Linked DNA regions of Mus musculus: region 2 is linked to region 1. Evidence: chromatin contacts called from public promoter capture Hi-C data. All regions are on one chromosome and are shown on one strand. Each heading gives the region's core, a stretch centred on a gene start, on an enhancer-like site or on the middle of the called end of the contact. The rest is flanking DNA. Distances are from core to core; before and after follow the strand shown.

Region 1 (4,331 bases), core at 917-3,416:
AAAAAAAAAAAAAGGCATTTCTTCCGTGGCTTGTCCTGACTAGCTAGCTATCAAAGAAGGGATATTTACTCATAAGCCTCCCAGGTATTCCTGCAATACCTGACGACCTTAGAGTCCCTCTGCCTCCATATCTCTTTGTCAGAGATCTCCACCTGCTAGCCTGTAGCTCCGCCACCCTCACGACCTGACTTAACCCCTGAGACCTTCCTTCTTTACCTGGCACCAGGATGCTCCTGAGGGGCTGAACCTCCACACCCTGCAGGGGGTACTGTAAGGGGGAGTTGGCGGGAGCTATCAGCAGCTGGTCAGCCAGGGACCGGCTCCTGTAGTGTAGAGGTGATAAAGGAGTCAGTAGGAGAGGAGCTCTTTCTTCCAACGGGGTCACTACGACACCACTGGCCTCCCTGGGAAGAGCTGGATCCTCCTCTCTCACTGGTACCTTGCAAGGAAGGCCTGGTATTCCTGCTCCCTGGCGACAGAAACAGCCCTCAGCTCCTCAGCGTCAAAGGCTTTAGTGAGGTCAACCGCCCGAACCTGTCTCAGAAAGGGCAAGGGAAGGCTTCCTCCCTTGGATTCACAACTGCAGTTGTTCTGAGCCAGCAGCCTAAAGGGAGGAGAAGCGGCTTCAGAGTCCAGGTAGGTACCTAAGCTCCATTTATCTCACAAAACGCACAGCGCTGCACACTTTGATCCCTCAACTCTGCCCACAGGTGAGAGACAGCTTATCCCTTAAATCTGTGCGTTACAGAGGTGCGAACTAGGGCCAATTACTAGGATGTCTACGTAGCCGCCATCCAGGAACCCTTCTGGAATCTCAAGTCTAAATCAAGACAGCAGGCAGTCTCCGGGTGCTCTTTTGCCTGTACATCCTCCCACACTCCAGTGGCGGCGACAAGGTTGAGGAGGATAGATTTGCCGCGCCCCTGTCTCCCCCCCAGTTCAAGCTTCGGTAGCCCTCTCCACCTCCCTGATAACTGCACCCAACCAGTCAGCAGTAAGCAGCGTCCGAGTCTAGCACTGGAGGAAACAAAAGCTCCCCGGCCACCCCCTCCAGCATGTTCTGCGCTGTCGCCGCCGCCACGCCGCGGTCCGCACTCACCCCACCACTTGCTCCTTGATCCTGACCGGGATGTGTGCGTAGCGAGGCTCAGGGGCAAGGTCTAGCAGATCGAGTCTCGGGGGACCTTGTGGGGGCGACCACAATGCCAGAGGGTTCGGGAGACTTGGCGCGTTTCGGGTGCTGGAGTACAGGAGACCCAGCGAGGCGCAGGCGAGCAGCAAGACTAGCGCATAGAGGGCCCGGCGGTCTAGCCGCATCCTGATATGGGGGAGGGTGAGAGGTGACCAGGCTCTCAGAGAACGTGAGGGCCGGGACTCTGGACCCCGCCGCCTCCGAGGCTCGCGCAGGTACCCAAGGCCAGCCATCTCCGCTCCGCACGGCGCGCACCCCTTCCCTCATGCTCACGCCAAAGGTCTCCCGGCCTCCTTTCTTCCGCCTCTCTCTCGCCTCTGGGCTTCCGCATACACCCAAGGCTTGCCGTGGTGACATGCAGTATCTTGGGTGCGCAGCCCTCGGGGACCCCACCCCCACCCCACGGGCAGCAGCCGGGCCAGGGTGCTGCGGAGGGGCGGCTGTACTGCACCTGGCGGGTCAGGGAAGGCACGGTGTCGCGCCCGCGCTCGCGGGTGCCCGGCCTCGGTGACCCTCGGGTGGCCTCGTTGAGCCACGGGCACGATGCGCGAGGCCAGGAGGACGCCGCTCCTGCCCACACCTCGGCCGCCGGGCGTGCCAGCGCACTGACCTGTCTAACGTTCTAAGGCCGCGGCAGGATCGCGGTCCGGGCAGTGCCCGGTTCTCCGCCCCGGCCGGGGGGTCCTCATGAGGCCGGCGACGGCCTGATGCGGGAGCTGGGCGGGAGGGAGCCCGACAGTGTCGGGGATCCGACTCCTCCCGCCTGCGGACTCCGGGGCTTTGTAGACCGCAGCGCGGGGGTGGTTCTGAACGTTTCCTGCCGGGGTGAACTGGATCGTAAATCCGCCGCGCCCCAGCCCCAGCGACAAAGCGGGGAAGCCCTGGCACCGCGTCGCGCTCCCAGGCAGCCGAGGGCTCAGGCCTCCGCCCGGCTCTCACACCGCAGCGCAGCGCCGCTCCCGGGCTGGCTGCGGCACAGGCTCGGGCTCTGAGCGGGGATGGCGAGCTCCGCGGCGCCGTCTGGCGGACGCGGAGAAGATTGCTTAGGCGATGAGCCCTCCCGGGAAGGTCCCCCCTTTTCACATCCCTTCGTCCCCAAACCGCGGTGTCTAAGATGCCAGTTCCCGGTCCCCGCCATTTCCCCACTCGTTCACAGTGTAGCCCCAGGAAGGGCGATTGGGTTCAGTATGCGGTCTAACCTCATTTCAAGGAACACTTGGATGGGGAAGATGAAATAAATAAAACCAGCCAGCCCTGGAGGTGAACACTGCCTCACGAGCAACAAAGACAGCGGCCTCTCTCTGACCTCTTGGCTCCGAATTCCAGCCATCAACCGAGGCAAGCCGTTACTCAATGGCCGGCCTACTTCCCCTAACTGCTTCTTGGTACAGACTTGAAGAGGAACCGCAGAAAGTGGCCAGATGGACAGTGAAGTAGGCCATAGGTGGCTTGATTCCCGACACTGACCAGAAACAAAGTCCTGTGGTTCTCAGAAGGATCAAAATTGAATAGAAAAATAGGTAAAACATAATGAAAAATGTGTCTGGGGGTTGGGGCTGTAGATAAGCAATATTGAATGAACTGTGTGTGTGTGTTGGGGAGAAGAGGGAAAACCCACCCTTAAACCAGAAGTTTCAGATCAAATGCTAAAAGTAGAATTACAAAACCTTTAAAATAAATCAAGGGCTTTTTTTCCTTTACAGTCGGAAGAGATCCCCTAAGCAAGAGGCGAAGGGAAATATTAGTAAACCTGTCTATATAAAACACTTACTGGAGAGATGGCTCAGCAGTTAAGAGCACTGGCTGGTCTTCCAAAGGACCTGGGTTCAATTCCCAGCACCCACATGGCAGCTTACAACAATAATTCCAGTTCCCGGGCGTCTGGATACCCCTTCACAGACCCACATGTAGATAGAATATTATTGTAAATAGGAATAAATTTATTTACAAAACACTTGATAGACATCGGGTGTAGAATGCAAAGTTAGGTTTTTATTACTGTGCCCAAGAACTCCGTGAATCAAAATGATCTTTGTAACCGGTCAACTCCCTGCCCGAGGACAGATACGCCACGATTCTCTGGAAGCTGTTACCCGTATCAGATAGCAAGCCACATGCGTTCACTTTTCTAGGGGATCACAGGGAGTTGAGAGGTAGGTAGGAGGAAGTATGTCAGGATGTATGCTTGCTTCCATCTGACCAAGGCATAGCCTGTGAGTTAGCCCTTTATAATCACCTGGCCATTGTAGCTGGTGGCCATTTTCTAGGAACCCTGGAGTGGACTGGCCAGAGTCCATCATCCTGGCTAGTATTAAAGCTTGCTTCAAATTTTGTTCAAAAATTGTGGCAGTCATCTTATTCTTGACTGGTAGAATCAAAACCGACGTGGCGCATGCCTTTCTTAACACCGTGGAGTCAGGAGCTGAGGAGTTAGCAGGTTTGGTCTGGTCTAAGTAAGTGAGACCCTGTCAGAAAGCCAACAGTTGGGTTGGGGGATATGGCTTAGTGGTTAAGAGCTTTTCTCCCTCTTCTAGAGGACCCAAGTTTGATTCGAAGCACCCATGTTGAGTGGCTCATAACTGCGCACTAGGAGACTTTGTGCCCTCTTCTGGTCTCCTCAGGCTCTCTCTCTCTCTCTCTCTCCCCCTCTCTCTCTCTTCTCTCTCTCTCTCTCTCACACACACAGCACACACATGCAGACACACGCACAAGTGTTGAAGATTAACCTCATTGAGAGAATGGTATTTTGAGATTTTTCATATATTGTTTCCCTACGCATGGAAATATCTTGTGAAGCACACACACACACACACATATGTTCTTCATACATGTGCGTACATGTGTCCGTGTGTTAGGATGTGGTGGTTTGGATGAAGAGGCTCCTCAATTGGCTGAGATATTTGAGCACCTGGTCTCCAGGTGATGTCACTGTTGGATGGAGAAGGCACCTTACAGGAGGAAGCGCGTCCTTATGGCTGGGCTCTGAGAGTTCAGAGCCTCAGCCCACTTCCTGTCCTCTCTCTAGTGGGTTTTGTCAGCTGAGGTGTGATCTCTCTCTCAGTCTCCTGCTCCTCCTGCCTTGCCTCCCCACCACAGTGAGCTCATCTCCATCTGAAATCACACGCTCTAACACAAGCGC
Region 2 (4,331 bases), core at 609-3,108, 1.0 Mb before region 1:
ACATGCTGGAGTTCCAGCTTTAAGCAGTGTATCACCATCCCTAGGCCATGCTTTTTCTTCTTCTTATTATTATTATTTGTTTTTTGAGACAGGGTTTCTCTGTATTATTATTAATTAATTAATTAATTAATTACTTTTTTCTCTTTCTTTTAAAAGATTTATTTATTAGAATAAGTTCACTGTAGCTGTCTTCAAACGCACCAGAAGAGGGTATCAGATCTCATTATGGGTGGTTGTGAGCCACCATGTGGTTGCTGGGATTTGAACTCAGTACCTTTGGAAGAGCAGTAGGTGCTCTTACCCACTGAACCATCTCACCAGCCCTATTAATTTTAAGATACTTTTTTTTTAAAGATTTATTTATTTATTTATTTATTTATTTATTATATGTAAGTACACTGTAGCTGTCTTCAGACACTCCAGAAGAGGGCGTCAGATTTCATTACGGATGGTTGTGAGCCACCATGTGGTTGCTGGGATTTGAACTCGGGACCTTCGGAAAAGCAGTTGGCACTCTTAACCACTGAGCCATCTCGCCAGCTCCAAGATACTTTTTTTTTAATGTTAAAAAAATTAGCTTGGCAGTGGGGGTGCACACCTTTGATCCCAGCATTTGGGAGGCAGGGGTAGGCAGATATCCAGGCCAGCCTGGTCTACAGAGTGAGTTCCAGAACATTCAGGGCTACACAGAGAAACCCTGTCTCAAAAAATAAAAAATAAAACATTGTGTGTGTATGTGTGTCTCTGTGTGTGTTTTGTGTACTTATGTATGTGTATATACGTATGCATGTGTATATGATGGGGGGGGGGAGTGGGAGAGGGAGAGAGAGCACACATGTGTGAGCATGCTGGTATCCATGGAAGCTAGTGGCCATAGAGGTGACTGTGAGTCACCTCATGTGGATGCTGGGAATCAGCTGTGCTCTCCTGGAGTAGCAGCCATGCTCTTAACCCCTGAGCCAGCTCTCCAGACTCCAAAATCTTTCTTACTGCATCAAGATCACCCTAATATAAGCTGGGCCTGGGCGTGGTGGTGCACACCTTTAATCCCAGTACTCGGGAGGCAGAGGCAGGTGGATTTCTGAGTTCGAGGCCAGCCTGGTCTACAAAGTGAGTTCCAGGACTGCCAGGGCTACACAGAGAAACCCTGTCTCAAAAACCAAAAAAAAAAAAAAAAAAAATCACCCTAATATAAACTAGTCTGAGCTCTGAGCTCTCACACACGGTATTGCCATATAGTCTTCTTTCCATGCTCTGGGAGGCAGTCAAGATGGTCCTTTTACACTAAGCTTGATGTCTTTAAATATATATATATATATATATATATACTATTTCATTTATTTCTTTTTGTATGTGCATATGTGGGCATGCCACATTGGGTGCTGGGGTCGGGGGAGAAAAATTTTTGGTAGCTGGTTCTCTCCTTCTACCATGTAGATCTGGGAACTGAGCATAGGCCTGGCAACTTACTAAGACATTTTTCAGGCCAAGTTTGAAATCTTGTAGCTGAGATCTCAGGGAAAGAAAGCTTCAAATCAAAACAAAACAACAACAAAAACCATTGTCTTTTATTAATAATAGGTTAATTGTCTTTTCATAATAATCAGAACTTGTTCATGGAGAAACAGGGTTACATTTGAAAAGGATTAGACCTAAGAATTCTTCTTTCTAGCTTGAACTAAGCCTATGAAAACCAAAACCAAAACAGAACATCCCGGGCATTAGGACCCAGTGGAAGTGGCTCGTTCTGACTTTGGGTTAACTTCTCTCAGTGACGTAAGGAGCAGACCTAGCTCATTCTTCCCCGCAGGCCCCCCCCCCACTCCCTCTCTCTCTCTTGCGTGCTCCTTTTCTCCTCTTTCTCCTCCCCCTCCCTTCTCCCTTCCCTCCCTCTTTCCCTCCCTTCCTCTCTCCCTCTCCTTTCCCCCTCCCCTCCTCCCTCCCTCTTTCTCCCTCCCTTTCCTTCACTCTCTTCTTTCTCTCTCTCAGCTCCGTAACAGTAAAGAAAAAATGCTGCTATCAGTGACTTCCAGGCCTGGGATTTCGACTTTTGGCTATAACAAGAACAACAAGAAGGTAGGAAAAAAGTGCTTTTGGGGAATCAGCTACTTCCTTTCCTAGGGATCCAGGAGCGCCCTTGGTTTTAGAATTCTCCTTTAAGAGGGGAACGAGATTCCTCTGTCCCCCTTCAGCGCCTCTCCTTCCACCGCGTCTTTCCTGCCTTTTTGCACCTGGTTCTGGAGTTAAAGGAATTTAGAGCAGAAGTTTGTGAGGCTGGAGGAGGCAGCGGAATAAAAACAACCAACTTTGCAAGTTTGTATCTTCTGAAACGAAGTTAGTCTGCCTGTCTGCTGCTGCGCCCATGGTCCCGGGGATAGTCTGACAACTCAGACCTTGTCCCTAGGCTCACACCCGGCAAGATTATTTTATCATTTTGGTTAATTGCATCCACCCTTACCCCCACCTCACTTCGCTTTTTACTCAACCCACCAGATAGCAGAAAAATTACAGGTAGTTTGAGAGGTCTCAAGGCTCATCAAGAATTAAGTGTGTGCTTCTAGACGAGAGACCCTACCCCACCCCACCCATCCTGGCAGAGGAATTTGGGGAGATAACATGCTTTGGGATTAAGGCAGAAAGCTCTGTGATTCTTTGGGTCATGCCTTTTGAGAGGATACTTGGAACCCTGCAGATAGCCAGGCTTAGCAAGGATCCCTGGAGTCTTTATGATTAACCCCTGGCTGCCTGAGGAGTTAAGGTATGTTTGAGTGAATGAACAGCCTGGAGAGAGATAGACAGGCTTGCCCACATTTGCCAGAGAGTATCCTTGGCAGTTTCTTGGCATTTTGTGGTATGCAATGCTGGAGGAGGAGCTTTGAGCCATAGCAGGAAGACTTTTTGGTCTCTTTTGAGCATTACAGCTGTTCTTTAAGAAAACACGTGGTGCAGAGATCTATGCTTGTTTGATGGAATGTTGGAGGTGGGGAGAGATTCATATCCTCGTGGACCTGAAAAGACCATTTCAGAGACTCGAATACTAGTATCTCATCAGGGCAGTACTCTGGTGGGTAGTTTATGTGGTTTTCATTCTGTTTATGTGCTTAAGAAAGAAAGCTCTACAGCCAGGTGATGGTGCAAGCCTTTAAATCTAGTACCCAGGAAGCAGAGGCAGTCCAATCTCTAAGTTCAACACCGGCCTGGACTACAAGCAAGTTCCAGGACAGCCAGAGCTACAGAGAGAAACCCTGTGTCAAAAAACAAACAAAAACAAAAAAAGAAATGAAGCTCTATGCATATTTTTGATTACACACATATACAAACATTATATTATATATTTCAATAGGTATTAACTGATGCCCTTCTAATATATATATATGCATATATATATATGTTATATGTGTATATATGTATATATAATTCATTTTATATGTATGTGTGTTTGAAAGGGAACATTCCACCTATCTTTATTCTCCTCAGCTCTTTATAGTACTGTATACAAGTTTCATTCTCATTTTCTATTAGTTTTGGGTTTTGAGACATGGTCTCCGTCTTTGCTCCAAGTTGGCCTAAAACTCACTCTGTAGCCCAGGCTGGTCACAGGATCACAGATATGAATGAGCCATTGCCTCTTATCTTTTTCTTTCTTTCTTTCTTTCTTTCTTTCTTTCTTTCTTTCTTTCTTTCTTTCTTTCTTTCTTTCTTTCTTTCTCTTCCTTCCTTCCTTCCTTCCTTCCTTCCTTCCTTCCTTCCTTCCTTTTCTTCTTCTTCTTCTTCTTCTTCTTCTTCTTCTTCTTCTTCTTCTTCTTCTTCTTCTTCTTCTTCTTCTTCTTCTTCTTCTTCTTCTTTTTGGTTTTTTGAGACAGGGTTTCTCTGTATAGCCCTGGCTGTCCTGGAACTCACTCTGTAGACCAGGCTGGCCTCGAACTCAGAAATCCACCTGTCTCTGCCTCCTAAGTGCTAGCCTTCCTTTCTTTCTAATTTGGTTTTATTATGTAGCCCAACTGGCCCTCAAACTTGTAATCCTCCTGGCTCAGCCTTCCCAGGGCTCCTACTACACAGCCTCTTCTGATTCTTTTTCCCCTCCAAGTTTCTCAGGATACCCATTAGAATAAAAGGAAATGGATTTTCTCTTTCAGGTTGTTATGTATTTGAATATATCTAAAATATTTTCTCAGTTCTCCTTTCCCTTTGGAGTATGGGGGATGTCTAAGATTTAGTTTCCTTCTTTTTTTTCTTTTTGTTTTTTTGTTGATGCTGATGCTGGGGATGGAACGTGTGGCCTTGCACATGCACTTGGTGACTAAGCCAACAGCCAGATGTTTAGATTGTAA

The links. Promoter capture Hi-C pulls out the DNA fragments that hold promoters and counts their contacts.
Region 2: a promoter capture Hi-C map of pre-B cells shows a contact between it and region 1, with 4 times the contacts expected there. The contact joins the promoter of Rbms2 here to the promoter of B4galnt1 in region 1. A contact is called at or near these places in 3 of 39 promoter capture datasets (hippocampal neurons, liver and pre-B cells).

What each region holds. Positions count from the first base shown.
Region 1 is chr10:127,162,991-127,167,321 of GRCm38.p6, reverse strand. It overlaps B4galnt1 (beta-1,4-N-acetyl-galactosaminyl transferase 1), which reads right to left and starts at 2,166. Exons shown (of 11, transcript NM_008080.5): 1 at 1,803-2,166; 2 at 1,100-1,318; 3 at 440-604; 4 at 217-323. The coding sequence starts at 1,317. It overlaps Gm51819 (a long non-coding RNA gene), which reads right to left. Exons shown (of 3, transcript XR_003949045.1): 3 at 3,639-3,657.
Region 2 is chr10:128,174,095-128,178,425 of GRCm38.p6, reverse strand. It overlaps Rbms2 (RNA binding motif, single stranded interacting protein 2), which reads left to right and starts at 1,858. Exons shown (of 13, transcript NM_019711.2): 1 at 1,858-2,076. The coding sequence starts at 2,011.